2 separate regions of the Mus musculus genome follow, and region 1 is linked to region 2. A link is a contact called in public Hi-C data. All regions are on one chromosome and are shown on one strand. Each heading gives the region's core, a stretch centred on a gene start, on an enhancer-like site or on the middle of the called end of the contact. The rest is flanking DNA. Distances are from core to core; before and after follow the strand shown. Region 1 overlaps Fam110b (family with sequence similarity 110, member B). Region 2 overlaps Fam110b (family with sequence similarity 110, member B).

Region 1 (4,664 bases), core at 468-2,967, 120 kb after region 2:
AAGTATTCACCAAATTGCTGCTGCAGACAACTATTCTTGGCTCAGGTAATGGGGCAGGCAGCTCACTTTCTAACTAAGGGACTGGACTGATCTGTCACAGAGGGCAGAGGCCCTGGACTTTTATTCTGCACAGACTCACACAATGGTAGAGGTAAAGGCAGAGCTAAGGGAAGAGAACAAAACCATTTGACAGTGGCCCCATTCTGTGTTTGATTCAGGATGGCTGTGCTAATGCAGGCTTTGCGTTACTATTCATTAGGAACTCTGATAACTTTACACTTTAGTTAAGGATTTTTGTTATTGCATTTCCACAGGACCTTAGGCACCAGCTACACATAGCATCTATTTCTATTCTCCCAGATAAAGGGCAGATCCCCTGAATAAAGGCTGCTGGCCTCATAACCATGTATTCCTTGCTTATACTAAGGAAGAACAATGAGCCAGAAATGTGACTTTGTTTGTGATTCTGTTTTGTTTCATTTGCTTGTTCATTTAAAGGTGGACACTCTTAACGGTGATTCACTTCATGTGAAAGTGACACATGTGTGCATGTTCTGTAAAGGACCTTGGCGAAGGACAGAGCAGTAGAACCCAGCATGCTCTGAGCTCCATCCTGCTTTTTTCCTCCTGCCTGTATTGGACTGGATTTTATCTTTAATAATGGCTCCATTTGTTGCTTTGGCCCAGTTTGCTCACATAACTGTTTGCTTTGAAATTTGAAAACACGTATTTTCTTTGAACCTCAAGTTAAAAAAAAAAAAAAAAAAATGAGGGCATCCAGGTGACCGGTTAGGCAGAAACTGCAGGCAATCCAGTTTCACAGAACTACTACAAATAGTTCTAATTCTACCATGTGAGAGTTGATGGAATAATTTTTTAAAGATTATTATTATTATTATTATTATTATTATTATCTTGAAACAGAATGATGGTGATTATCAGTGCCAAGTTCTGAACAGAAGGCTCAGCAGTTAATGCAAAGCCTGCATTGGCTGAATGAGTGTGGGGTCTGGTCACACTGAGCACTTGAGCTATCACGTAATAGAATTGGAGCAGCAGCCTGTGAGCTGGCCACATCATGCTAAGTAGTATTGCCTTGAGAAGCTCAGGGACTGACGGGTGCTCACATTCCCACAGCAGCAAGTAGTCAGGCCAGGCCGACTAGTGAGTACCTCATGTCTGTGAGTACAAGATCCAAGCACTGCAACCATAGGTGGTTCTCAGAAGCCAGATGCAAACATCAAGGCAAAGGGGAGTCGGGGTGGGGTGGGCGGCTCATGGTGTTTCCTGGCCTCGATCCCTGAAGGTAAAATGAAAGATGTATTCTTTTTCCCAAGTTCCTTGAATTCTCCTTTGTCCCCCTGACTAGTATCTCAGATGTGACACATGCCTTTGCAGTCCCTAAATAATTTAGAGTCCTCATCTCAGTTTCAGGCAGAAAGGTCTTACCTTCCCATCACAAAGAGAGCTCCGCTCTCATGGCTAGGTACAGTGAGCTGCTGCTTCTCCCAGCTCTATCTTGAATTGCTAAGAGCCTCTGGGAAAAGGGAGACTTGGGTAAAATTCTTCTCCCTCTTCCCTCCTTGAATCTCTTTGCCATTCGTCATTAGGTGTCACCTCTGACATCCAGAGCAAGCCCTGTGGAGACATGTGATGTGCACCAAAGAAAATGTGTTTATAAGGGAAGACAACATGGGCTCTCAGGGCTCTTGCTGCTGGCATCTGCTGTTCCTGCTCATGCCACATTTCAGAGGGTTCTGGCTTGCCAAATGGAAGCAGCAGCTGGGTCTTCACCCTGACTAACGGGTGCTCACTGCTTCCTTGCTTCTTCATTTGGGGTTTCAGGCAGTCTCCCTGCAGGCTTCTGATAGACAGTTGCATCTCTCCCCTAGTCCACAGCAACCTTTCCCCTGAGCTCCATCCTGCTTTTTTCCTCCTGCCTGCATTGGACTGGATTTCATCTTTGTACTTGTGCAAGGGCAGCTACTTCCTCTTGCTCTTTGTTGTGTTGGTTTTAGAGTCTAGCACTTTGACTGCCCACATTCTAGTTGCAAGTTAATTCCCAGGCTTCTGAGCCCCAAAGGAGCTGTGTCAGGCTCCCTGTGTGGCCCTTCTGTTGCACACCCAAGCTCTGAGCACAGCTCTCCTCTTACTGTTCTCCTGAGGCATTCTCCTCAGCCCCACCTTCGATCCACGAATCCTGCTTTCTTTCCTTGCCTGATGTCATGGGAGAACACTGTGGGTAGCAAACTCCCTCCGGAATAGCTCAGTTCGGAACACCACAGAAGCAGCAGCAATAAGGTAGTCCATTATTTCAGCAGTTTGGTACCAGAAACCTGTAAGATTCCTGCTGTTTGGTGGGGACAGGGTGAGGGAATAAATATTTGACTGTGTGTAATGAGATATCTTGGGGATAAGATCTACTCAAAACAAGAGATTCACTTATGTTTTGTGTATGCTTTATACGCACAGCCTGAAGGGAATGTTGTGCAGTACTTTGAATGCCCCTGCTTGTTAACCATAGCTAATCACATTTCAGGTGTGTGTTTCCCACATGTAGCATCATGTCACCACTTAGGAAAAGTAAGGGGCATTTCAGGCTTTCAGACAAGGCGTGTTCCCTGTATATAAACTCCACATCTAAATAATTTTCCCAAACTGAGCAGAACCATCGGGTAGGTTTGATGGTATATCTTTGTGGCCATCAGCTGACCATGCATGATCCACCAGAGTAGATATCCCATTCTCTGACCCATATTTATTCAAATATTGACAGGTGAGCACTACCCTCCCTGGCATCTACATACTAGCCCCAACATTAGCTTCCCATATTCTGGTTGTAAAAAAAAAAAAAAATGCATGTGTCAAAACCAGCCAGATATGAGGAATTACATAAAACTAAAGCATGAGAAAATGATTTGCCTATGTTATGAAAAGTTAAAATATGTAACTAAAACAAAATAGAAATCTAAGGCCAGAGAATTGAGGGGAGGGGGGAGGGCATAGTACATCTGTAGACATCCACATGCTGTATGTACATGTGTGTGCAAGTTTTCACGTGCGTGTTTATAGAGGCTAATCATTGACTTCTCTGGGCTAGCTGATCAAGAAGCTCTAGAGACTCTTTCCCCACTCGAGTGCTGAGGATAATGATGGCTCCAGAATCCTGGCTGTTTTGTTTTTACCAATGTTCTCTAGATCGAACAACTGCATGTCCTTATGCTTACTGACTGAGCTATCTCCCTAGAGAATTACTGTGGTTGAAAAGTTGACTATAATCAACTAAAAATAACACGTATCGAAATTGTAGTGGTTTGTATATGCTTCCCCCAGGGAGTGGCACTATTAGGAGGTGTGGCCTTGTTGAAGTACCTGTGTCACTGTGGGCATGGACTAAGACACTCATTCCTAGCTACCTGGAAGCTAGTATTCTGATAGCAGCCTTCAGATGAAAATGTAGATCTCTCAGCTCCTCCTACACCTTGCCTGCCTGGATGCCTCCATTCTCCTACCTTGATGATGATGGGCTGAATCTCTGAACCTGTAAACCAGCCCCAATTAAATGTTGTCCTTATAAGAGTTGCCTTGTTCATGGTGTCTGTTCACAACAGTAAACTAAGACAGTCATCATCGTGAAAAAATAAAATAAAATAAAATAAAATGGCTGTTATCAAAGGTTTCAATGGTGTTAAAAGAAGGTGATTTTTATTTATAGCCTGAAGCAGATTGCTAATGGCAACACTTAGAGAGAGGGGATGGGGGTAATTGAAATTCATCTGCCAAACTCTAGATGGCAAGGGATTTTACTGTAGAGAGAAGGGAAGAAACACATCATCACTAATGGAAAGGATGCTGGTCCTGAAGAGGTTCAAGTTTTGACTTGATTTTTCCTCATGGTTGGAAACATTTCCCTTCTGTCCAGTTTACAGTGTCACATTCAGTCTCTTCTGGTGCATCCATACCTTTCATCCTGTTACAGTGGCACATTCGGTCTCTTCTGGTGCATCCATACCTTTCATCCTGTTACAGTGTCACATTCAGTCTCTTCTGGTGCATCCATACCTTTCATCCTGTTACAGTGAACACATTCGGTCTCTCCTGGTGCATCCATACCTTTCATCCTGTTACAGTGGCACATTCAGTCTTTTCTGGTGCACAGGTACCTTTCAGTCCCATTTTTGCTTTTCCTTCTGATCTTCACCTTCACATTTGTTTCTTTTGTTCTTTCTTTTCTCTTTCTTGCCCCCACCCCCAGAGTCCCCAGGTATTCATGCATCAAAGGCCAACCTTGTCCTAGCTGTGGAGCTCAGGATAAGCTTAATCCCCCTTCCTTCACCTCTCAAGTGCTGGAATTACAACATGTGCCACCACACCCATCTTATATTTGCATTCCTTAAAAGTTATTGCCATGGTATAAAAGTACATTTGTACTAGGAAAGGAAAGAAAAGGGCAAACGTGAAAACATGGCTAATCTTATTCCTTGAGACGAGTAAATACTTTTCACCAGGAATAACACTGTCTCTTTTAAATCCCCCCACCCAGGAAGCTTGATTCCTTAGTACACTTTCAATGTGATTGTCTGTGATGACCTCATTACTTCCAACTGTGAAATATACAGAGGAAGGAGTTGGTTGGAAGCCTGGGGGAGGAAAGCAAATGTGTA
Region 2 (4,561 bases), core at 1,363-3,862:
GAGGGAGGAGAAGTCCACAGATGATATTAATGTCTTCAGAAGAGTCGGGGAGAGCTTCTGCGTCATCCTGCTCTCAAGGATATAGTGGTATCTCATATATGACCCAGGAAATGGACCTTTACCCAATAACACATCCGTAGACACCTTAACCTTTGACTTCTCATCCTCAGACTGTGAGAAATAAATTTCTGTTCATAAGCCACTCTGTTTAGGGTATTTTTATAAAATACTATCTACTATAGTAGCAGCCTCAGTGGCTTAATGATCGCCTCTTTGAAGAAAAAGAAATTCATATTGAACATTGTGTCACAGTGCATGGCTCCCCTTGCAGTTTGATGTGTAGCACAGAGAATTCTCAGCAGAGACCTTACTCTGCAGACAGGAGCCGAGTTCCTGGAAGCTGAAGCAGCACACATGGCAATAGCACTTGGGGCTCAGAGAGTGTTCAGTAGATTAGCCGCATCTCTGTAGAGACCTGGGAAGCCCACAGTGCTGGCTCCCGTTGTGGACTTGAAATAACCTCAGAACAAGCTTGGGGAAGAGGGGATCTCAGTTGAGGAATTGCCTACACTACATTGGCCTGAGAGGGTGTCTGTGGGACATTGTCTTGACTACAAAGTAACGTGGAAGGGCACATCCCACTGTGGGTGATGCCACCCTCAGGCAGGTGGTACTGGGCTGTATTTGAAACCTGGGTAAGCAAGCCATGGAAAGGCGGCCATTCCTTTAGTTCCTGTTTGGCCTTCCCTGGAGGATGAATTGTAACCTGCTGCAACCAGTTGTAGCCAAACAAACCCTTTCATTCCCCAAGTTGCTTTTGATGATAGTGCTTATCAAGCAACAAAAAAACTAGGACTATTTTTCTAGAACAGGATGCATTCTTTCCCAGGACGGAGACAGCCTCCCACCAGGAATGTACCCTGAGCCAAGGCCTCCAGACTGCAGCCTGGAGGGCAGGGCAGGGCAGGCTCCTCAGATGGTTTTCCTCATGAATGGGCACTCACTGGAAACTGAGACCCCTTTGGATCCCTCAGCTCCCCCATCCCCATTTCTGCCCTTCCCAGGTCTTTTCTGCATTCTTGGGGTATCCCATCCTTCTTTCCACCTTGGACATCTTTCCCTTTCTTGTCTTCCTGCCTCTGCTGTACTCACATCCGAGTCAGCTGAGATACCATCCAGTTGCACTTCTGGCTGCTCAAAGCCCTGGACTGTGCTTCAAACAAAGTAGCAAGTACTTGACTGCTCTTCCCTGGCTTGGGCCCTGCATCTGCAGCCCTCTTTCTGACAACCTCTGCCTCCACACTTGGCTTTCCTTCGTCTGAGGCTCGTTTTTGCTTCCTTTCTGGTTTATGCTCCTTGATCATTCTATAAGCCTCCCGTTATAATGTCTCTGCTCTAATTTTCTTTGACCTTCAGTGTTCTGATAAAAAGAACAAAGGAAGCAATCGTGTCTTCATGATGCTTGAGTAGCCTGAACGCAGAGGCATAAAATACGTTTTAGCTGGGCAATAAACAGAGAATGTCAGTCATGGTGGATCCAGCTGAGTCGGCTGGCTGGCTGTTTCAGACTTAACTCTCTGCTGTTGTGTGGGTGGGACTTATCACAGGTCAGGGCGAGCACTTGCTCCTGAGCTGAAGGAGTCTGCAGTTGGGAATGAGGAACAGTGTCCTGGAGCAGTTGTGGAGCAGGGAAGATGGTCTGAATGACTAATATGCGGAAGGAGCTTGCCATTGGGATAGAGGAAGTACATCCCGAGAGATTACGGAGGGTGGAAGATGAGGTGCTGTGGAGGTGAATGCCTTCATCTTTCCCGGAAGCACCTTCAGCTCACATTTGTACTGCATGCTATGGGAGGTCACTGGCCCCCTGCTCGCCAGGCATGGAAAATGTTGCTTTTCTGAACTGAAGTGTCTGTTAAGTGTGAAAATACACCCAGGTTTGAAGATATGAAACAATTTGAAAAAAGGCAAAAGAGTACTGTACTAGCTAGTTTTGTGTCAACTTGACACAGGCTGGAGTTATCACAGAGAAAGGAGCTTCAGTTGAGGAAATGACTCCATGAGATCCAACTGTAAGGCATTTTCTCAATTAGTGATCAAGGGGGAAGGGCCCTCTGTGGCTGGTGCCATCCCAGGGCTGGGAGTCCTAGATTCTATAAGAAAGCAAGCTGAGCCAGCCTGAGGAAGCAAGCCAGTAAGTAACATCCCTCCATGGCCTCTGCATCAGCTCCTGCTTTCTGACCTTTTTGAGTTCCAGTTCTGACATCATTTGGTGAGGAACAGCAGTGTGAAAGTGTAAGCTGAATAAACCCTTTCCTCCCCAGCTTTCTTCTTGGTCATGATGTTTGTGCAGGCATAGAAACCCTGACTAAGACAAGTACCTATCACTTTTTATACAAATTATTTGCTGTAATCATAATTTTTCTCTATTTCTTAGCCTAAAGCCATAATACTGTCCATCCCTTGTTTCTCTTGTACTCCTTATTGCTAAAGGAAAACCCAAGACAGCATGTGCTTCACCTCTGTGGCCTGCTGTTTCTCCTGAGTCCTGCCATGCAAGATTCTGCAATTCCTTGACTCCGTGTTCTTGGCAGCGCTCTGCTCAGCAGATGGCCCTGGATGAGCAGAAGGCAGAGTAGTAGTAACTGCCGGCGGAATGGTCTCCCTAAGCACAGACCACGCCAAGCTGGTTTCATGTCTCTCTTGTTCCATCAGGTTACCAGGTTAGGTCGGAAGGGCCCCATAGATATGCATTTGCATTTCTCCAATTCTCTGGACTTTCTCAGGGTTATTGTCATACATTCAATGCCCTCCACCCTCTGCAAATACACATTTTCTAAAATCTGAACATTTTAGAAATCTGTTCTTTCAAACAGTTTGAGATTTTGAAGCACCCTGGTCCCTGAGATGCTCTTAGTCAAGTTGTACAAATATTCCAAATCTGAAAAACAAACAAACAAACAAACAAACAAAAACCTAGAAGCATCTGAGAGATTCCTACGGAAGTTAGGACCCATGAATCCCAATCATGGGTCTCCAGCTGTTGTGCTGCTTAGATGACAGGCATTGTACAGAGATACGACAGGTTTCAAGTTGTTGGGACATGACAGTGGTCTGTGGATACATGTGCTGGGTAGTATCTTACCTGTTCTTGTGTCTGATGGCTCATGCAGTGGAGCTTGCTGTAATAGAGTGGCTCTCAGAGGCCCTGACTTTTGGTCTACCTGGACTGTGCCCTCCTTTAATTTGGTTTAGGCCACTCTGTATTTTGAAGGCCTCCACACTGGAGATGTTATAGGACATGCCTTCCTACAGGCTATGTTTGGAATTAGTGTTCTGTCTTTAGGTATGAGGCTGTACTTACAGAAGGGATTTCTTCTGCTAACATTCTTGCTGTTATATTGTCTTTGCCCTGTGTAGGTAAAAGAATATCATATCAGGATGTGCCAAAAGTACTGCAGTAGCAGAATGGTGTGTGTGAGAGAATGAGAGAGAGAGAGAGAGAGAGAGAACGAACTGTCCTTAGGCTCCCATGCCAGGTTATGGTACATATTGGGTACTATCTCTCCCTCCTTGGGAACTGCTCCAGCCTGGCACTTCCTAGGTTGCATCAATAATAATAAGCTATATCAGAAAGGCCTTTCTAGGTGATAGAATGAGTGAAACCTAAGTCCTCTAAATTATTGAACCAGAATCCAGGAAGGAGAGTGGTAGGAAGGCAGATTACAGCCTAATATGAGGTTGGAGGAGTCTCAGTCCAGACTGAGCCAGTGTGCAAAGGGGACTGGGTTGGTTGAAGTTTGAGCCCCCGGTGTAGTAGACAGTCATCTTTCTGCCCTGCATTCCTAGACAGACACTGTAGCATCTTGGTACCTCTTGGCTTTGTCCGTTCCCTACAGAGACTGCTTTGTTTCTCACACATCTTTTCTTCTTCTCTCTGTGGGATGATTTCATCAGGCCTTGGAGGCTCTGTGCCTATTCCATGGTAGAGTTAATGGAGGAGTCTATTCAGAGCCCTTTCAGGGGCTCATTGTTGTGAAATAAGGTCACTTCTCTCTTTAACACCACTGAAAACTGATAAACACTTAGAAGCACAGCACCGGAGGGGTGACGCTGCTACCTTCAGTTCTGGGACACCTCTTCCTGTCGTGTGACTGGGACTAGACCACGGGCCTCCTGTGAGTGAGGATTAACCTACTGTGCATTAAGGTCCTGGTGCACTTGGGAAGTGTCACGGTTTTATCTTCTGTTCTCCATTTTGGAAGAGGCTCAAACAAAACTGACACTATCAGAGCTAACGTGGCAGGCCAGATTACCAGTTCTCTGTGCAAAGGGTGTTCAAGGTGACCTTCCCTGTGGTCTGAGGTGTCAGTTCTTAAAACCCCAGGCTTTTGTGTAGTGACCTCCTTTCTAGACTAGGGTTGTGGGATTTCAGGGGATCTTCTCTAGTATACAGGTTACTCGGAAGCCTTGAGCAGACAAGTGCTTTGCATTGAAGTTCAGTGTCACCCGGAGCTTAACTCAAACACAGACTTGCCCATCTGTCCCAGTTTTTGACTCT

Evidence for each region. Hi-C and Micro-C count contacts between places; a contact is called where the count stands out from the background.
Region 1: a Hi-C map of cerebellum shows a contact between it and region 2, with 1.5 times the contacts expected there. The contact joins two enhancer-like sites. A contact is called at or near these places in 7 of 484 Hi-C or Micro-C datasets (the HL-1 cell line, cerebellum, cumulus cells and 4 more), 1 of 115 datasets of contacts at active chromatin or transcription factors (stem cell-derived neural progenitor cells) and 2 of 9 other capture datasets (adipose tissue and pancreatic islet).

What each region holds. Positions count from the first base shown.
Region 1 is chr4:5,786,559-5,791,222 of GRCm38.p6, forward strand. The region is part of intron 2 of Fam110b (family with sequence similarity 110, member B); the gene reads left to right. Among named protein-coding and RNA genes, the nearest start is that of Gm24337, 100 kb to the left of the region's middle. Within about 2 kb of position 1,718, at least 29 of the 459 cell types and tissues checked have an H3K27ac peak or open chromatin away from gene starts, as enhancers often do. A contact at or near this core is called in cerebellum, where this site is marked.
Region 2 is chr4:5,661,784-5,666,344 of GRCm38.p6, forward strand. All of the region lies in intron 1 of Fam110b (family with sequence similarity 110, member B), which reads left to right. Among named protein-coding and RNA genes, the nearest start is that of Fam110b, 20 kb to the left of the region's middle. Within about 2 kb of position 2,613, at least 17 of the 459 cell types and tissues checked have an H3K27ac peak or open chromatin away from gene starts, as enhancers often do. A contact at or near this core is called in cerebellum, where this site is marked.